Regions from separate parts of the Pan troglodytes genome. Here region 1 is linked to region 2. Evidence: chromatin contacts called from public Hi-C data. All regions are on one chromosome and are shown on one strand. The core of a region is the stretch at or near the end of the contact, and the rest is flanking DNA. Distances in the headings are between cores, read along the strand shown. Region 1 overlaps DIAPH1 (diaphanous related formin 1). Region 2 holds the start of PCDHB14 (protocadherin beta 14).

Region 1 (3,373 bases), core at 562-3,061, 300 kb before region 2:
TTGAACCCAGGAGGTGGAGGTTGCAATGAGCCAAGATCGCGCCACTGCACTCCTGCCTGGCGATAGAACAAAACCCTGTCTCAAACAAACAAAACAAACAAACAAACAAACAAACAACAGTTTAAACTGCCACCTTCTTTTTTTATAGGTGTACCATAGTTCACAGTTTACTATTCCCCTATTTAGGGGTACCTACATGGCTTTGGTTTTTGCTGTTATAAACAGTGCTGTATTGAACATCCCTTTGCATGCCAGTACTCATCTTTGAGTAATTCCTTGGGCTAGAGAAGTGGGTCTGCTTCTTGGTCTTGGTCTTGGTCCTTTACTCCTTGGCTGCACAGCTTTGTGAAGGATGCACAGGAACAGTATAACAAGCTGCGGATGATGCATTCTAACATGGAGACCCTCTATAAGGAGCTGGGCGAGTACTTCCTCTTTGACCCCAAGAAGTTGTCTGTTGAAGAATTTTTCATGGATCTTCACAATTTTCGGAATATGTTTTTGGTGAGCAAGGGATACTTGCTGACTGAATCTTTTGTGGGCATTTCTCACTTTCCCCTGGGTTCCTGTTGGCTGGTAGTAGGTATACAATGCCCATGTGTTCCTTCCTCCTCTTCCCTGCCCCAGCAAGCAGTCAAGGAGAACCAGAAGCGGCGGGAGACAGAAGAAAAGATGAGGCGAGCAAAACTAGCCAAGGAGAAGGCAGAGAAGGAGCGGCTAGAGAAGCAGCAGAAGAGAGAGCAACTCATAGACATGAATGCAGGTGAGGAGTGAAGACGGGTTGATGGGCTGAGATAGGAATGTTGGGAAGACTTCTCTGCCTAGAGTCTAGAGGCAGAGTCTCATGTCTGAGCTCACCTCCTGGCAAATGATTTTTGGCAGTCTTCACTCCGAGATCCTGATGCCGGACTTTAACCCCAATTCTGATACATGCGCATTCCAACTTGCCCTGGTTAAACTATTACCTTTTCTCTCCTTTGCTCGCTCTTGCGTTCTCTCTCATTCCTCTGTGATTGTGGTATTGCTGTGATATATACTGTTTTCCTTCTGTCCGTCCAAAGGTTCCTCTGGCCTGTTCTCATTCCCTCCACTAAATCTTTCGGGTTTTTTTCTCTAAAATATTTTCCTGACGCTCCTCCCATCTTTTAATTGTGGCGTGTCTTCCCTTTCTGCTTATTTCACAAAGTACTATGTCCCTAGTACCTTAGCCCAGTTGTACGCACAATTAGATTTTAAATGGATTGAACTTTTGGAGCGGGTGGGGAGCCGGTCACCCTCTTCTTTCTTCAGCAGAATCTCTGTTTCACTCCCAGAAGCATGTCTTTGTTGAAACATATGGTTTCAATTACTGGCCCTCTGTTTCCTGTCTCTGCTTCTTTCTTGCTGCAGATTCCCTACCCCTTCGCCCCCACTGCTGTCTCTGTGGGCAGCGCCAATACAGCATACGCTGCTCACACAGCACTGAGCTGATGCCACCCTCCTCTGAACCTGAGGGGCCACAAGCCTTCTGCAAATGAAGAGGTGTTCACAGAGCTGCTGAGTTTGTTAGGAATCAGTATTTTACAGAGCACAGGCACAAGGGCTGCTCTGATACCTCTTGCTACCAGGGACTTTTTATACTTTTCTGTAAAGCAATTTCCTTGCCCTTAGTTGTAAGCCACAACTTCGTAATGCTATTAAAGCCCACACCAAGTATCCTTCACCTTCCCCTGGGACTCCAGGGTTTGTCCCCAGGTACTGGCTAGGATGCAGTGGGGGAAGGTGGAGTCCCGCTGACATGTGGGATGAGGGCTGCACACGGTCAACAGGTGGCGTAATGGACCTTGCCCAGTTTCCAGTACCCGGGTCAAGCAAATGAGGGTGGAATGTAGGTCAGCTGCACTGGTGATGCTCAGCCAGCAGGTGGCGCTGGGAGCAGTGAGCCCCAGCCTTGGATCTGGCAGCCTATGGACTTTTTCGGATTTCACAGTTTCAGATTTCACTATCCTAAGCTGTTGCCATGGAAACCGAGCCAGGCTAGAACAAGGATTCTACATTAACTCTTTGTATTCCAGCCAGGCTGCTCCTCTTAGATGCAGAGGACTTAGACTTCAGGAAGACTTAGCCACTGGAGGCAGTACTTCAGGAAAGTGTACTCTTTGATCAGTGGTCTTTCCTCAGCCCTGCTCTGAAACCTAACCAGGCAAAACACTTTAGGATAAAAGGGAGTGATATAGTTGCTTAGTAATTTCACAATCGTAGTCTCTACTTATCCTGGTCTTGGAGTTGGGCAGTTGTATAATTTTGTTGCTAGTCCTGATTGGGGTGGGGAGGATGGCATTGCGGGAAAATATCCCAAGGTCTGCATTGGATAATAGGCAATGAGATCTTTTGTTTTAACCATTTTTGAGCAGATACAAGTAAACATGAGCGTGTGAGACTTAAGGCTGAGCTCTCTTTGCCTCTTCTTAGCTGCCAGCTGCTGTGGGAGAGGGGAAATCAAGCAATAGCCATGCATTTTGTGTGGGGCTTGATATTTGCCATGCTGCTCTGGCTGAAGAGTTCACATCTCCATCTTGTTCTTTATAACAGAGGGCGATGAGACAGGTGTGATGGACAGTCTTCTAGAAGCCCTGCAGTCAGGGGCAGCATTCCGACGGAAGAGAGGGCCCCGTCAAGGTAAGTAAGCACATGGAGCTCATCCTGGGTGTCGAAGGGGGTGAGGGCTCTCTACTCCTGCCAGTCTGCGGCTAAAGAGCAAATAATGATGCTCTAAGCATCTTTTTAGTCCCTGCATCCAGAACGGATTATCTAGTCCTCTTCTTCCCATGTTACAGAGTAGCGACTTAGAAAACTGGGGTTTAAGGGACTGGCAATAAATCAGTTACATTGGATTATGCCGCATTTCTCCCCACTCTTGAAGCAGATATTTGGAACAAAGGAACTGAGCTGCAGGACCCAGGGATTTGAGTTGGCATTTGTGTGTATGAACAAAAGTTGATCTAAATACAAAATGTATATTAGGTATAGATTGAAATTCAAAGAAAAAATAAGTCAGAGTCCTTACCCTGGACTTCACAAGTAGAAGACATACGTAGAGAGAACTAATAATAGAAAGTATAAAATTTTGTAGACAGGTTTAGGCATCATTATTCCCAGATAGAAAAATATAGAGGAGCATCTCAGTTGAAGGATTATGCCGTGTCTGAAAACTACCTTTTCCTTGAGTGCAGTTAGCCTCTATTGCCCTTGCCTTCCCCATCACTGCCCTGCAATCTCCTTTCATGTCCTTTGGAAGATCTAAGTGGATTACATTGAGCTAGAGATTCTAAAAAGAATTATGGAGCTAGGACAAGTGATCCAGGCATTAGTATGGGAAAAGATTAATGAATAA
Region 2 (3,721 bases), core at 83-2,582:
GACGTCAGAGACCAGCACGGTTATGTTGTACTCGGTTTTCAGCCTGGGTGTCCCCAAGTCTGTGACGGTGATCGTGATGTTGTACTCGGCTTGGCTCTCTCTGTCCAGTGCTTTTTCAGAAACTAGAGTGAAAAAGTTCTTGAAGGTCGGTTTCAGGAAAAAAGGGAGGTTATCTTGAATAGAGCAAATCATCCTCCCATTGTCTCCAGAGTCTTGGTCTAGGATACTAAAAAGAGCTACTAGGGTCTCTGAGGCATTCTCTGGAATTCTCTTTGTAATCGACGATATGGTCACTTCTGGTGGGTTGTCGTTTATATCCATAACTTTAACTAGAAGGGTGCATTTTCCTGAAAGACCCCCACCATCTGTTGCCTGAATATTTATAGTGTAGGACTGTATTACTTCAAAATCCAGGGGTGATCTCAAATTAACTTCCCCAGATATTGGATTAATTTCAAATGTTTTACGAATATCTTCCGATGCATGGAAAAATGTGTAAGATATTTTTCCATAGTTTCCTGCATCCAGATCCTTAGCTGAGATGGTGGCAATCCAGGAGCCAAGGGGTCTGTCCTCAGGGACTTGCACCTCATAGAGACTCTGAGGAAACTCAGGAGCATTATCATTGATGTCCAACACCTTGATGAGAACCAAAGTTGTCCCAGACTTGGGCGGGGATCCACCATCCACTGCTGTGAGTGTTAATCTGAGTTCAGCTTCCTGTTCATAATCTAAAGCTCTATCTAGGACCAGCTCTGGGTATATCTTTCTGTCACTACTGTCTGGAATTTTAATGTAGAAGTGAGAATTGGGGCTAATTGTGTAGTTTTGGAGACTGTTGCTTCCGACATCCAAATCTTGAGCACTCTCCATTAGAAATGTAGCTCCAACAGTGGTACCTTCTGATATTTTAATAAGTATTTCCTTGTCTAGGAATGTAGGGGAGTGATCATTTATGTCTTTGACACGCAGCTCAACCCGAAAAAACTGTAAAGGGTTTTCCAAAACCACCTGAAAATGCAGCACACAGGGCTCGGTGGAGCCACACAGCTCGTCTCGGTCTAGTTTCTCATTTAGGAGCAAATTCCCAGTCAGCAAATCAAGGTGCAAATACTTTTTATTATCATCAGACACTACCCGGGCTTCACGTGAAGACAGCTCCTCCACCCCCAGCCCTAGGTCCCTCGCTAGATTAGCCACAAAAGAGCCAATTTCTGTTTCCTCTGCCACAGAATAGTGTGCAGATTCAGTACCTGCCCGAGACAATCCCAGCAAAACAAGGAATATTAGAACTTGCCTTTTTCGCAGATCGAGTGCCCCTCTGATCTCCATGGTTCCTTTAGGCAATCTCTTGTGGAAAAATTGAAGCTCAGCCGTAATTTCGGAAGCTGAAGCTCTGGTTTTTAACAGGAACCCCCTGGAGAGTGTATCCTCCAGCAGCTCTGTAGGCGAAGCTCCTTTAATGCCTGTCTTTTCAGTGGGTTGGATGCTTTCTGTTCTCCTGAATAGCGAAGCTCACCGTGCCAGCCTATGTACCGTTTTCGTCTTATCCTGTAGCGCCACCATGTGTCTCCATGTTTTTTTTTTTCATTAAAAAAGTTTTCCTCTTTGAAAAAGTAATTCATAAATACATCCGGAACATTCGAAACAAATCCCAGACATTTTTTTTTACCTTTAAATACTTCACTAAGTATTTTTAATAGGTAAGGCCTTCTAAAAGATAATTGTAATATAACTTTCACAATCAACAACTTGAGCAATAATTCCTCGGTGTAATTTATACTGCATTTGGTTTTCCCAGTTCTCTCCAAAATGTCCTTTGCTGTTGGTTTGTTTGAATTTGAATCCAGAAAAGTCCACACACTGCATTATCACTGTTTTGAATGCTCGGCACTAAAGGATCTGTTAAAATATTCTGAACTGAAGAAATAATTTTTTATTTAAGTCATTTCTCGAGTAATTACAAATATATTCTCTCCACTCTTGTAAATACTTGTTGTCAGCTATAGTTGGTAATGTCATTACTTTTTTCACTTTTATATTTTAAAAATATAAAGAAGGACATGGCACAAATAAGTTAGAGACAATTCTTGCTCTTACGGAGCTCACAAGCTAGAAAAATTGGCAGACAAGTAAATGAAGTATGTCATAATGTATGCATTTATAAAAAGTAATATAGAAATACCTAGAAAAGACCTCTTGTACCTAGGAGGCTGCATACCTTAGTGCTTAGGAATATGGGATCTGGAACCAAATTATCAATATTAGAATCCTGGTTATGTGACTCACTATCTATAAGCTTGGGCAAGTTATAGATAACTTTGTTTCCTCACCTGTAAAATGGGGTAATAATAATATTTGTCTCCTATGATTATTATCGTAGGCATCTAATGAGTTAATATTTACAAAGTGGTTTGTAAGTGCTGGTTAAGTGTCTGTCAAAAATAAAATAATTAAGATCGAAGTCGGACTTGGGACATCAGTGAAAGCTTTCCTGAGCTAATGAACAATACATTGTGATCTGAAGGAACTAGCCAGGAGAAGGAGGAATATTTCAGATGGGCATTTTGAGGAACACAGAGAAATGAAGTATGCCTTGGACTTTAAAAACTATGGAAGGGGAGGGTCTAACAATGAAATTAGGGTTAAAAGCATGGTGAGAACATGAATCATTATACAGGTCATATCATGCATTCTTGAATTTATCCTAAAGGTAATTCAAGTACAAAGATGGGTTTTAAATATCTGATTAACATGATTACATCTGCATTTTAAAAAATCAGTTTGGCTGCAGTATGGAGAATTAATTTCAGGGGGAATGACTGGAGAATCAAGGAGATCAGATAAGAGATGATGATCGGATGAGGATAATGCCAGTGTGGATGGAGAGAAGAGGGATGAATAGAAAGGTATGAGGAGATGAAATGTTTTCAACTGTTGGTTGATAGGTTGCATGGGGAGAAAAACGGGAAAGACTCAGAAATGATATCACACCTCTGGACTGGGCAACTGGATGACTAGTGGTGTCATTCACTAGGACAGGGAATGCTAAAAAAAACATGATTGGGGTGGAAAAAGACGAAGTGTTCAGTTTCGAACATGCTGATATTGAGGTAAATGCCTGTAGGATGTGTGTTTGTGTGTTTGCGTGGTGGTGGGGTGTGTGTGTGTGTGTTTGCATATAACCAAAGCATAGGAAATAAATCTGAGCTTGCAATATGAACTGTGGTGTGTATATATATATATATATATAGAGAGAGAGAGAGAGAGAGAGACAGAGACAGAGAGAGCATATATATAGCATATATATATAGAGAGAGCATATATATAGCATATATAGAGAGAGAGCATATATAGAGAGCATATATATAGCATATATATATATAGCATTCATGGTTTCAATCACTATATATATATATATATATATATATATATATATATATATATATCTATATATATATATATATATATATATATCATGAATGCTCTAGGATAACCAAGCAAAAGTGTGTCAAATAAGTATAAAAGAGGCTTGGCACAGAACTCTGAGAAACATCTTCATTTAGAGGAGACAGGGCAAGAAGTATATTTGAAAAGATAAAGAAGGCTCAGAGTTCAAAATCATGAAATCAAAAGCAAATAGCATTTTAAGGAGATAAGGAAGATCAATGGCTGCAAATGCTTCAGAAAAATCAAGAAAAATAAGTATGACAATTATCCA

Evidence for each region. A called contact is a pair of places that touch in the nucleus more often than the background predicts.
Region 1: a Hi-C map of induced pluripotent stem cells shows a contact between it and region 2, with 2.5 times the contacts expected there. The contact joins the enhancer-like site here to the promoter of PCDHB14 in region 2. A contact is called at or near these places in 2 of 7 Hi-C or Micro-C datasets (both in induced pluripotent stem cells).

What each region holds. Positions count from the first base shown.
Region 1 is chr4:139,244,894-139,248,266 of NHGRI_mPanTro3-v2.0_pri, reverse strand. It overlaps DIAPH1 (diaphanous related formin 1), which reads left to right. Exons shown (of 29, transcript XM_016953957.4): 25 at 341-504; 26 at 628-763; 27 at 2,572-2,658. Among named protein-coding and RNA genes, the nearest start is that of PCDHGC5, 36 kb to the right of the region's middle. Within about 2 kb of position 1,811, at least 11 of the 24 cell types and tissues checked have an H3K27ac peak or open chromatin away from gene starts, as enhancers often do. A contact at or near this core is called in induced pluripotent stem cells, where this site is marked.
Region 2 is chr4:138,944,133-138,947,853 of NHGRI_mPanTro3-v2.0_pri, reverse strand. It overlaps PCDHB14 (protocadherin beta 14), which reads right to left and starts at 1,332. Exons shown (of 1, transcript NM_001024131.2): 1 at 1-1,332. The coding sequence starts at 1,332.